2 separate regions of the Mustela erminea genome follow, and region 1 is linked to region 2. Evidence: chromatin contacts called from public Hi-C data. All regions are on one chromosome and are shown on one strand. The core of a region is the stretch at or near the end of the contact, and the rest is flanking DNA. Distances in the headings are between cores, read along the strand shown.

The links. Hi-C and Micro-C count contacts between places; a contact is called where the count stands out from the background.
Region 1: a Hi-C map of spleen shows a contact between it and region 2, with 5 times the contacts expected there. The contact joins the promoter of NCOA7 here to the promoter of HINT3 in region 2. A contact is called at or near these places in 3 of 3 Hi-C or Micro-C datasets (fibroblasts, skeletal muscle and spleen).

What each region holds. Positions count from the first base shown.
Region 1 is chr4:74,994,678-75,000,160 of mMusErm1.Pri, forward strand. NCOA7 (nuclear receptor coactivator 7) reads right to left here and starts at 2,495. Exons shown (of 16, transcript XM_032339624.1): 1 at 2,174-2,495. TRNAE-CUC (a tRNA gene) reads left to right here and starts at 3,251; the gene lies at 3,251-3,322. LOC116588493 (a long non-coding RNA gene) reads left to right here and starts at 2,493. Exons shown (of 3, transcript XR_004284971.1): 1 at 2,493-2,666; 2 at 3,467-3,698.
Region 2 is chr4:74,819,891-74,824,797 of mMusErm1.Pri, forward strand. HINT3 (histidine triad nucleotide-binding protein 3) reads right to left here and starts at 2,719. Exons shown (of 5, transcript XM_032339621.1): 1 at 2,324-2,719. The coding sequence starts at 2,524.

The DNA.
Region 1 (5,483 bases), core at 1,245-3,744, 170 kb after region 2:
CTTCACTTATAAGGACGCTTGTGATGATTTTGGACCCCCTCAGAGAATCCAGGATAACTTTCCTATGTCTCAGAATCCTTAATTACATCTGCAAAGTTCCTATTGCCATGTAAAGTAACAGATTCATGTGTTCTAGAGATTAGGATGGGGACATCCCTGTGGGGGCTATTATTCTGCCTACAACATTGACCATGATAGACAATATGATACATCAGCATTATGCCATTCTGACGTCATGTACTGAGAAGGACACATAACTTAAGGTTCTTTTCTTTTCAAAAGAGATATTTATCTGAACTGATAAATTCAGTTCTGAAAGAACTGTCTTTCACGATTCAAAAAGATCAATATTGTTAAGAAAAATTGGGAATTGTTCCAGAATTATTCCGGAATAATGGTTTCAGAATCTTAAAAGTCTTAAGAAGTGTTATTTTGACAAGTGAAACATTAGTTTTTAACTGTATAATAAATAATAATATTGTATTACCTTTAAATTACCTAAATGTGATAATTGTATTCCTTGTCCTTAGGAAATACAGGATAAAGTATTTAAAAGTAAAGTATTACGATGTCTGCAACTAACCCCAAATGCTTCAGAAGAAAGATGAAGAGAAAGCAAATACAGCAAAAAATCAACAACTGGTGAATCTAGATCAGTACTGGAAAATAGAAATAAAATACAAGGCACATATATAATTTTAAATAGTCTAATAGATACCTTAAAAAGTGAAGAGAAAGTGAAATAAATTTTTATGATATTTTAGCCTGATATATTTCTTTTAAAAATTTTTTTATGTAGAGAGGGACAGAGAGAGAGCACCCACCTGAGCGGTGTGAGGGGCAAGAGGGAGAGGGAGAGAGAGAATCCCAAACTGACTCAACGCCAAGTGTGGGGCAGGACAAGGGGCTCAATCTCATCACCCCGAGATCATGAACTCTGAAATCAAGAGTCCCCCTCCCAACCGAACGAGCCACCCAGGTGCCCCAACCCGATATATTTCTAATTTAAAAACATAATCAAAGTAAACATTATTGAGCTATTTTACTTTTCTTTCCTTCTATACTAAGGCTTAAAAAACCAGTAGGCAAGGGTGCCTGGGTGGCTCAGTGGATTAAGCTGCTGCCTTTGGCTGGGGTCATGATCTCAGGGTCCTGGGATCCAGCCCCGCATCTGGCTCTCTCCTCAGCAGGGAGACTGCTTCCCTTCTCTCTCTCTGCCTGTGATCTCTGTCAAATAAATAAATAAATAATCATAAAACAAAACAAAACACCGAGTAGGCAGTCATCACCTATAGAACATTTAAGTTTGCGCTAGCTGCATTTCAATCCACAATAGTCACATGGGCTGGTCTTACTAAATTGGACAGCACAGGTTCAGATGAAGGGAATATGTGTGTTCATTGTCCTACACTTGCAATTTTCTGTAGGTTTGGAATTTTTCAAGATAAAAAGCTGGAAAAAAGAGAGATATTAGTTTGTGTATGCATAAACTGTTTCTAGGATACAGAAGAAACTTAACACTGGTTACCTCTGGGAAGAAGAAATTAGTGACTGGGGAAAAGAGACAGATGGTGGTGTTTATTGCACCTTTCTGTCCTTTTGAGCATATTGTGACTAAGCCTATTAAATCTTAACATTTTTCTAAAAAAATAATATTCACTTTGTCTTCGTGTTCAACACCAGACCCTTTTCTACTAAGCTCTGATAACGAGCAATTCAGAGGAAAGAGCTCCACCTACTGAACCTGATTTCCTAAGAATTCCTTGATAGAGGAAAGTGTGTGTCCTATTTAAAAAATAATTAAGTTTAGAAATTTGTTGTGATTTTTCTATCTTTATCAGCCCTTAAAAATCCGTTTAATCTTCCTGCTTGCCTATTATTATTATTATTAAAGATTTTATTTATTTATTTATTTATTTGACAGAGAGAGTGCAAGCAGGGGGAGCAGCAGGGAGAGGGAGAAGCAGGCTCCCCACTGACCAGGGAGCCTGACGCGGCGTTTGATCCCAGGACAAGGACATCATGACAAGCGGAGGACAGACGCTTAACGGACTGAGCCACCCAGCATCCCACCCCTTGCATATTATTAAACATTTTAGACAAATTTTATCAATAATCTAAACCATCTCAGGGTTGCCTGAAAACAAGAAACAATATTCAAACAGAGGCTCACCTAAATTCTACGATGGTGGATGCCAGCGGGAACTCATCGTGGGGCCAGAGGTGGTGAGCAAGTTCATGGTGAATTGCTTTCAGCTTTCCTTAAGCCTCCTTCCATCTTGCAGCGGAGCTGGGTCTCTGGGGTTACGTTTGGTCAACTGGAACGGTTGGCACTTCCAAGTGGAGTTACATCCTGTTGCCTTCGGCTCCTGTGTCATGAGGGTTTCCGAATCGAGGCTGGGCCGTAAGGCTGGTTGTTTCTTCTTGTTGTTGTTGTTGTTTTGTTTTGTTTTACTCCTCTGGTAATTGCATCATTTCCTGGCCGTGTCTCGCACAGAACGCTGAGCCGTGAAGCCGTTGCCCGGGTAATAACACTTCAAAAATACGGGGATGATGGAAACGCTGTGGGTCGGAAGGGTTTCCTCGGATCCGGGGGCCGATGCTCCCCGCAGTGCTCTAGGCACGGCTCCCCCAGCTCCCAGCTTCGTTAGCCTGTACTTAACTCAGTAAGTAATCATCACGACCGCCAGATAATCGCGTCCTGGAAGGCCGCGGGCCCTTCGTCCCCCGCAGTCCCCGAGCCCGCGCGGCCGGCCGCGGTGGGCCGTGTCACAGCCAGCTCCACCACGCGAAAGGCTCCCCGCGGGTGACAGTCTGCCTTCAGACTTAGCACCAGGTTTAGTGGGACTGAACGTCTGCGCGGGAGGGAAGGTCAGAAAGAGACAGAGGTGAGACTTAGAAAGAGCAGCTAGATGATTAAAAAAAATAACAAAGCAGGTGACAAGCTTCCCGCGGTACTCTAACATTTGTATTGGTATAGATATTTATGTTACATAATTAGCACGAATTGTGTAATTAGTCTTTTCTAGCAGGGCAGTCGGACTTGCAGGGTCCAGTTCCCTCCACCCCCGGGAGCCACCTGGGCGCTGGGCTGGGAGCGCGCGTAATTTGCTTCGGTTTAAGAGGCCGTGACCCAAAATGGGAACAGAGTGGGTGGGGCTTAGAGCAGAGAAGCTCTCTTTTGACTGGTCTGGTTGACGTAGAGATTTTTAAAGTGGCAAATACAATTCAAGAAGAGCTAGTGCTAACTTCCCTGGTGGTCTAGTGGTTAGGATTCGGCGCTCTCACCGCCGCGGCCCGGGTTCGATTCCCGGTCAGGGAAAGCTTGTTTTGCAAGTACTAGGAGTTCCTATTAGCAGTTTTGTTTTTTAAAAAATCATATTCATTTTATTCGATCATAAAAGTTGAATTGGTTTTAAAATGGTACTTAATCTAACATTTAACACACGCCTTCATTTCCGCCCAGATACAGCGGCAGGTTCCATCCCTGTTCCTCAACGCGTCCGCGGGGTTGTTGGCACAGAAGAGAATGTAAACACTGGGTTCCACCTGCTGGAGCACCTGCTGAGACGCTTTACCTAGATAGGGACTGGAGGGTTGGAAGGGAACAAAGTGAAAGGTGGAGGTCCTGTGAGACCTGACGGGGAGGCCTGGATAGAGAGGAAGGCGCGTGAAGAAGAAAGACAGTGAGGAGAGTGGTGAGTGGGGAAATGGGGGCACTCCCTGTTCCGGTGCATGTCTCCTTAACGAAACCAGAGTGCAAGAACGTTGTGGAAGGAGAAGCAAAGCACTGAAGATAGAGCAAGCACTCCAACCCGGGGCTGACCAGGTCCTCTGTACATAATTAAAATAAAAATGGACGGAAGTAGAGCGAGGGGAGACTTGCCCCCACCCAGCACATAAAGGGGCAAATAAAACTGCCCATCACAGTTGTGTAAAAAGTCAAAGGAGAACCTGTTTAAGGTTTTGAATATGGTCACTAATTTGGAAAGGGTGCTGACCGGGAGCGTGGTAAAGCAGGAAGCTGTGTTACAGTAAGATTTGGTTTGAAGAGGTCATCCAAGTGAATTTGTCCTATATGTATGGAGTGAAATTTTTGACTGATAATGATAGATTTGGAGGAGATCCTGCTTTGAAAAGTGAGAACTGAAGGCCCAAAAGTAGAAATGCTTCCTAAGAGATTGAGGGCCACATAAAGAGGCAAGGTTTGCAGGCTTGACTTCCACTGGAGGAGAACAAACTAAGAAAGCCTGAAGGAGATGAGTCAGTACAAGTCAGGGTTAAAGAAGCTAAAGAAGAGAGTCTAGAAATTGCAGTGTACCCACTAATAGGTATTGTAAAATATTTAAATATTTAAAAATAAAAGATGTTTTTCTTGCATGGTTAATTTTTTAAAATATTTTATTTATTTATTTGACAGAGAGAGAGAGACACACACACCGAGAGAGAGAACACAAGAACAGGGAGTGGGAGAGGGAGAAGCAGGCTTCTGGTAGAGCAGGGAGCCGGATATGGGGCTCAATGTGGGGATCGATGGGAGGTTCAATTCAGGGCCTCATGTGGGGCTCAATGGGAGCACCCTGGGATCATGACCAGAGCCGAAGGTAGACGCTTGACCACTGAGCCACCCAGGCTCCCTGCTTGGTTAATTTTTTAGTGTAGTTTTATTTCATTTAGTCTTGGTGTCACCAATACAATTTCTATTCTTAGTCAAATAAGTACACCTTACACCAATACACTTAGTCAAATAAGTACACCTTACACCAATACAATTGCTATTCTTAGTCAAATAAGTACACCTTTCCTAAATAATGTCATTTAGACACAGCAGTACTATATCACATTACATACACACAGCACAAAGTTGCTGCTTTGTAGAGCCAGAATATTGTGCTCTGTTTTGTCCTTATGGAAAAGGGGGAAATGCTGAAGGACTGTTTGTAGAAATATTCCACATATGAGGAGTTTCCTTAAATATGAAGGAGTAGAAAGTAATTAACCAGCACAGATGAAAGCAAAGGTTATTTGCTGCACACCAGAAACATTTTTCTGAACTTGTCAAATTATTTCACTTTAAACACAAAATCATCAAATATGAAATTATTTCATTTTAAACACAAAACCATCAAACCATGCATAATTGAATATTAAGATGGCTGAGAGGAAGCAGGGTGGGAGGGAAGGAAGGGAAGGACTTTCATCAGCATCTAGTGCAGTGCTTGACATGTGGTTGGTGCTGAATTAATGGATTACTTTATCGATTAAATCAAGGAGTAGATTGCTAAGACTTCACTTGAAAACAATCATCTACATGTTCAGCCCTCATAATTCCATTTTTTAAAATGAACCACAGCTCTGTATTTCCACTGGAAGAAGCAGAAAAGGAATTACACTGAGTCAATCTTAATACACAACTTAATGAATTCTTTCAGATTCTGAGCACTGAATGAACTAAGCCTTTTATCTACAATAATCAAATCAAT
Region 2 (4,907 bases), core at 1,469-3,968:
GGTCATGATCTCAGGGACGTGAGATCAAGCCCTGCATCAGGCTCTGTGCCCAGCATGGAGTTTCTCTCCTTCTACCCCCTCCCCAATCCACTCATGTTCTCTCACTCTCTCTCATATAAATAAATAAATCTTTCTAAACTATTAAAAAAAGAAGAGGGAGGACATTAAAGTTAAATTAGTATTTCCTCTGTGTAGCCTCAAGCAAGGTGAAAATAAACATTGAGCCTGGTATTTCTCAACCATGTTTTCACTGTCACCGCTTGCAAGACATTCTTAAGAACTCCCGGTTCCACTCTCATGATATTTTAATGCCACAGACATACTCTTTATCTGTTTATGTCCACTATGTTTACTTTTGCCTCACACACACAGAGTAAGACACTGTCACCCTAAAACCAACTTTTATCCCTCTCTGAGAATTCATGGCCTAGTATTAGCTTAGTTTCAACTCTGCAGTGTACAGCACAAATACACTATACAGATGCTTACGGAGTAAGGAGTCTTCTCTAGCTTTTGCCAGAAAGATTTCCCGGACTAAACCCACATGACGCTGGTAACTCCAATTATTCCAAATCACATGTTCTCCTCTGGACTTAATTATAAGTCTACCCTACTTTATATAAACCCAATAGTTTCTAAATATTTACAATAAACATATATAAATGAATATAAGAATAGACTATATATATAATGCAAAATACACAAAGATTAGATTCTCTTTTTGAAAAGAAAAATCTTTGAGCTCTTATATATAAAATCATTTTAGATTCAATTTTAAGATCTGCAACTTTTTGAGGCATGTTGCACAAACGTGCATCTTGCTTATGTTCTGTATTATATGGACTACTGTATATGTTAATCCTATGCCACCTATGTAGGGTATAAATTAGTTAAAAGTATTTAATGTGTCTAATTTCTCCTATAAAAATGTTCCAGGCTTTTTACATAGTTTACTCTGAGAATGTTCTTCATAGAGAAAAAAATCCTGACCTTTGGCCTGGAAAAACGACGACAGAATTCTGGACCATCCCAACCCCTACGGGTGACCGTTTTTATTTTTAAAAATTAATTTACTCTTCCTAAGATAATTTATTTATTTGAAAGAGAGAGAGAGAGAGAAAGATCGATCATGAGCCTAGGGGAAGGGGAGGGAGGAAGGAGACTCCCAGCAGACCAAGAAGCCCAAGGCAAGACTCAATCCCAGAACCCTGGGATCAAGGTCCGAGCAAAAGGCAAACACTTAAGGACTGAGCCACCCAGGTGGCCCCCTCCATGACTATTTTTAGACAAAACTTTTTACATTATTAGTGGCTATTATTTACTAGTTTTCCTCAACATTGGTACTGGAGTGTGCATAATTTTTTATGTGGTGCAGTCCTGACTGTGGCTCAGTTCAGCAGAGGCCTGCTCTACAGACAGCTGATGTACTGACCCCTCTCCCTATCAACCGCTTCCCGTCTGCACTCCCTCCCCTAGTCAAGCACAGATTTCAAGGTCTATCACTTCAGTCGACTCTCTAGCCATAAATTCTTACCTTTGTCTCCAACACTAGGTGGTTAGAACAAATTCAACTCACTTTTAACAAATGAATTAATGATTACTAACAACAACAACAGCCAAAAAAACAGAATCTTTGGATCTGATCCTCTCCAAAGGCTGTTTCTTTAAAGGCAAGTAGAACCAGCAGATGAAAATGATTTCCAGATACCAGTTTTCAAGTACCTGCGCAAAATCTCAGTGCTCCGAAAATGTGCATACGTCCCAACGGACAACGCCTGTGCGAACTTTACCCTTCAGTGGAAATCTGGGGCTTATTAAGAAATAGTTTGACCTCGGCTCCACCCCCGACCCCTGCCTAACTTCTGTCAGTTCAGTGAAGCTTTTCCCTATTACCATCGTCTCCTTTCTACCAGTTCTTCCCCTCAGCCGCATTAGGAGAGTGTGCAGAACTGAAAAGCAGTGCCGAGAAGCGCAGGGGGTGGGGATGCGGCGGTGGGCGGAGGAGTCCCTCCAGTAACAACAAGCGACAAATGCTATTTTCTGCCAAATACCTCGTACCTGCAGACAGAAGCCCAAGGGTCTGGCTTTATCGCTACATTGTCCCCCCGCTGCCCACCCCCAAGGCACAGCAACAATAATGCTGGAGACAGACCCCACTCGCGAGAAGCAAATCCGTCACTACCACCAGGACACCCCGCCTGCCCCACTCCGGTCCACACCTGCGAGGTCTCCCTCCCGGGGCCCTGACACGACCCCACCGCGGTCCGCCACGGCGCGAGGCTGGTCCCTGCCCCGTCCCACGCCCGGTCCGCACGCAGCCCACCTCGCAGTACAGGAGCTCGGTGCCGGGTTCCTGCTTCGCCGCGATCCGGCAGAACACGCACTTGCTACTGTAGTCCTCCGCCTTCGATGACGTTGCGACAACCTCGGCAGTCTTCGGCGAAGACACCTTAGATTCTTCAGGCTTCACTGCCTCAAAACCAGCCTCGGATTCGACTCGACCGCGCCCCGACTCCTCAGCCATCCTAGCCGCCTCAAGGTGGACAAGAACCTTGAGTGCTCTCGCGCCGCTCGCCCTGGGCTGTCCGCCTCCTGCAACGCCTCACTTTTACCTGGAGGTGTCGCCCTCCACCTGCCGCTGGGAAGGGCAGGGATTTGAGCGCATGCGCAGATCAGTCTGACGGTAGAGTGAGGGCGACGACGCGACCCGCCTCACAGCCAGAGGCCAGGAAGGGGAAGCGCGAGTACGCACGTGGGCGCGACTGGAGGAGCTGGCGGGGGTTTACGGAAGTCGCTCCGCCCCCCTGCGTCTCCTTGGTAATGACGCACCACGTCCTTCGAGACGCAGGAGCGTGCACCGTCGCGGTGACGTCACCGGCGCGCCCTAGTGCCCGGCCAAGTGGAAGCTGGTGGGTGTGCTGGCGGTCTTTTTTCAAGCTGCAAGTTGGTATCTCCCAGGAGTGTATTGTGGTGTTAAAAAAAAAAAAGTTTTTTTTAAAAAATTCATAGGTTTTAATAGAGAATGAGCACAATTTCTTTTCAACATAGATTATGTTTGCTGTTTCGTGTGTACATTTTCAGCCACCACAGTTTTAGGTCCTAAGTTCAAAATACCCAAAACTGAATTTCGTATCTCTTTTCTTTGTTGTTGAAAGCATTAGCTAGTTCAAAATAGTGGCCTTTATCTCACATTCCTTAAACACAGGTAGATGCGGAGTCGTTAAGTTTATAGTCTACTATTGCACGAATTCGTTGCTCGAGCTTCATGCCTCAACCACTACAGTAACCGGTTTCCCTCCTTGACTCTCTTGTCACTCAAAAACCCGTACGTAACCATCGCGCCCAAAAGAAAAAGTCTCAGTTAACTTGGTATTGGAGGTGGACTCTGATTTGACCCAGCTTTTCATTTTATAATACTTGGTATTTGCTGAACACCTAAAGTGTGCCATGTATTTTCTCAACCAAACAAGATTGGTTTTACAATCCTCATTACAGAGATGAAGAAACAAACTAAGAAAAAGGTTTGTCTAACTCCAGAACCCACCAGCCTTTTTAAACACAGACTCTTTTTTCTTTTTTTAAGAGATTTTATTTATTGAGAGAGAGACAGTGAGAGCATGAGCGAGAAGGTCAGAGAGAGAAGCAGACTCCCCATGGAGCTGGGAGCCCGATGAGGGACTCAATTCCGGGACTCCAGGATCATGACCCAAGCCCAAGGCAGTCGTCCATCCAACTGAGCCACCCAGCTGTCCCAGAACTCTTTTTTTAACACTTAAAAATTTCTTAAACTAGCTCATTATAGTATCCTTGTTATTTGTTGACTTAGAAAATACCTAACAACAAAGTCTTATTGTTAATTCAGTCTTGTTTTTGAATGATTTCTATTGTATTAATTGAAAGCATTTATGTATTTTTTTAAAGATTTTATTTATTTATTTGACAGAGATCACAAGTAGGCAGAGAGGCAGGCAGAGAGAGAGAGGAGGAAGCAGGCTCCCCGCTGAGCAGAGAGCCCCATGTTCACCTTCCAAACCACTCCTCAACTGCTCTCTACTTCATGACATTTTTTTTAATTAACCAAACTGAAATAAGTACTTTCTCTTGTGAATTCACAGAGTAGTTTTTCAGTACTTCTCTTGTAAAACTTAATGCTTTGTATTCTATACTGTTTATGTGCATATATTTCTTACTAGAAATCATATTCCTTGATAAAGAATGGATGTCTTTGAACCTACTGTAGTGCCTCATACAGTGCTTTGCATGTAGGTAGATCCTCAACAGCTGTCTGATGAATAAAAGAATCATTAGGAATAAGGCTGCTGCATGCATGGGACTGTTCAGATCACACACTGTAGAAGAACACTATAAATAAGAATATGCTAATTTACATTGTAGATAAACATTACCATACATAAAGTCACAGGCAGGCCTAAGAATTCTGGAGCAGTGAAGAGCTAACTCCTACAAGAACCCACAATCAGTATGTGTAACCACATGCACACACTCTAGAGACCATTCATTCACCTACATATTGGTGCACATTTGCACAAGCTGTACCTGTCCTGACTACATTCCTAGTGACACCTGTGATTGGTCCCTCACTTGTCTGGCACTTTCAAAGACTTGCTTCCCATTCACCAACTTTGAATTTGATATCGTTGTCTATCATGGAAGTGGGAGAAGCAACACAAACTGTTTAAAACTTGTCTGAAGTAGTGGTGTGGGATCAAACAAAAGCCCGGGCAGTTGTGTGGCACACACAGGCACACACAGGCAGAACTGTTACCTATTGGTCCTCTGGTTAGCTCCTCTGGGAAACCGTCATTTGGGTCTTGTGACACAAACTACATTTTACTTGCAAAATGGAATATTTTCTGATTTCGCCAGGGTACCATATGGGCCAGTAG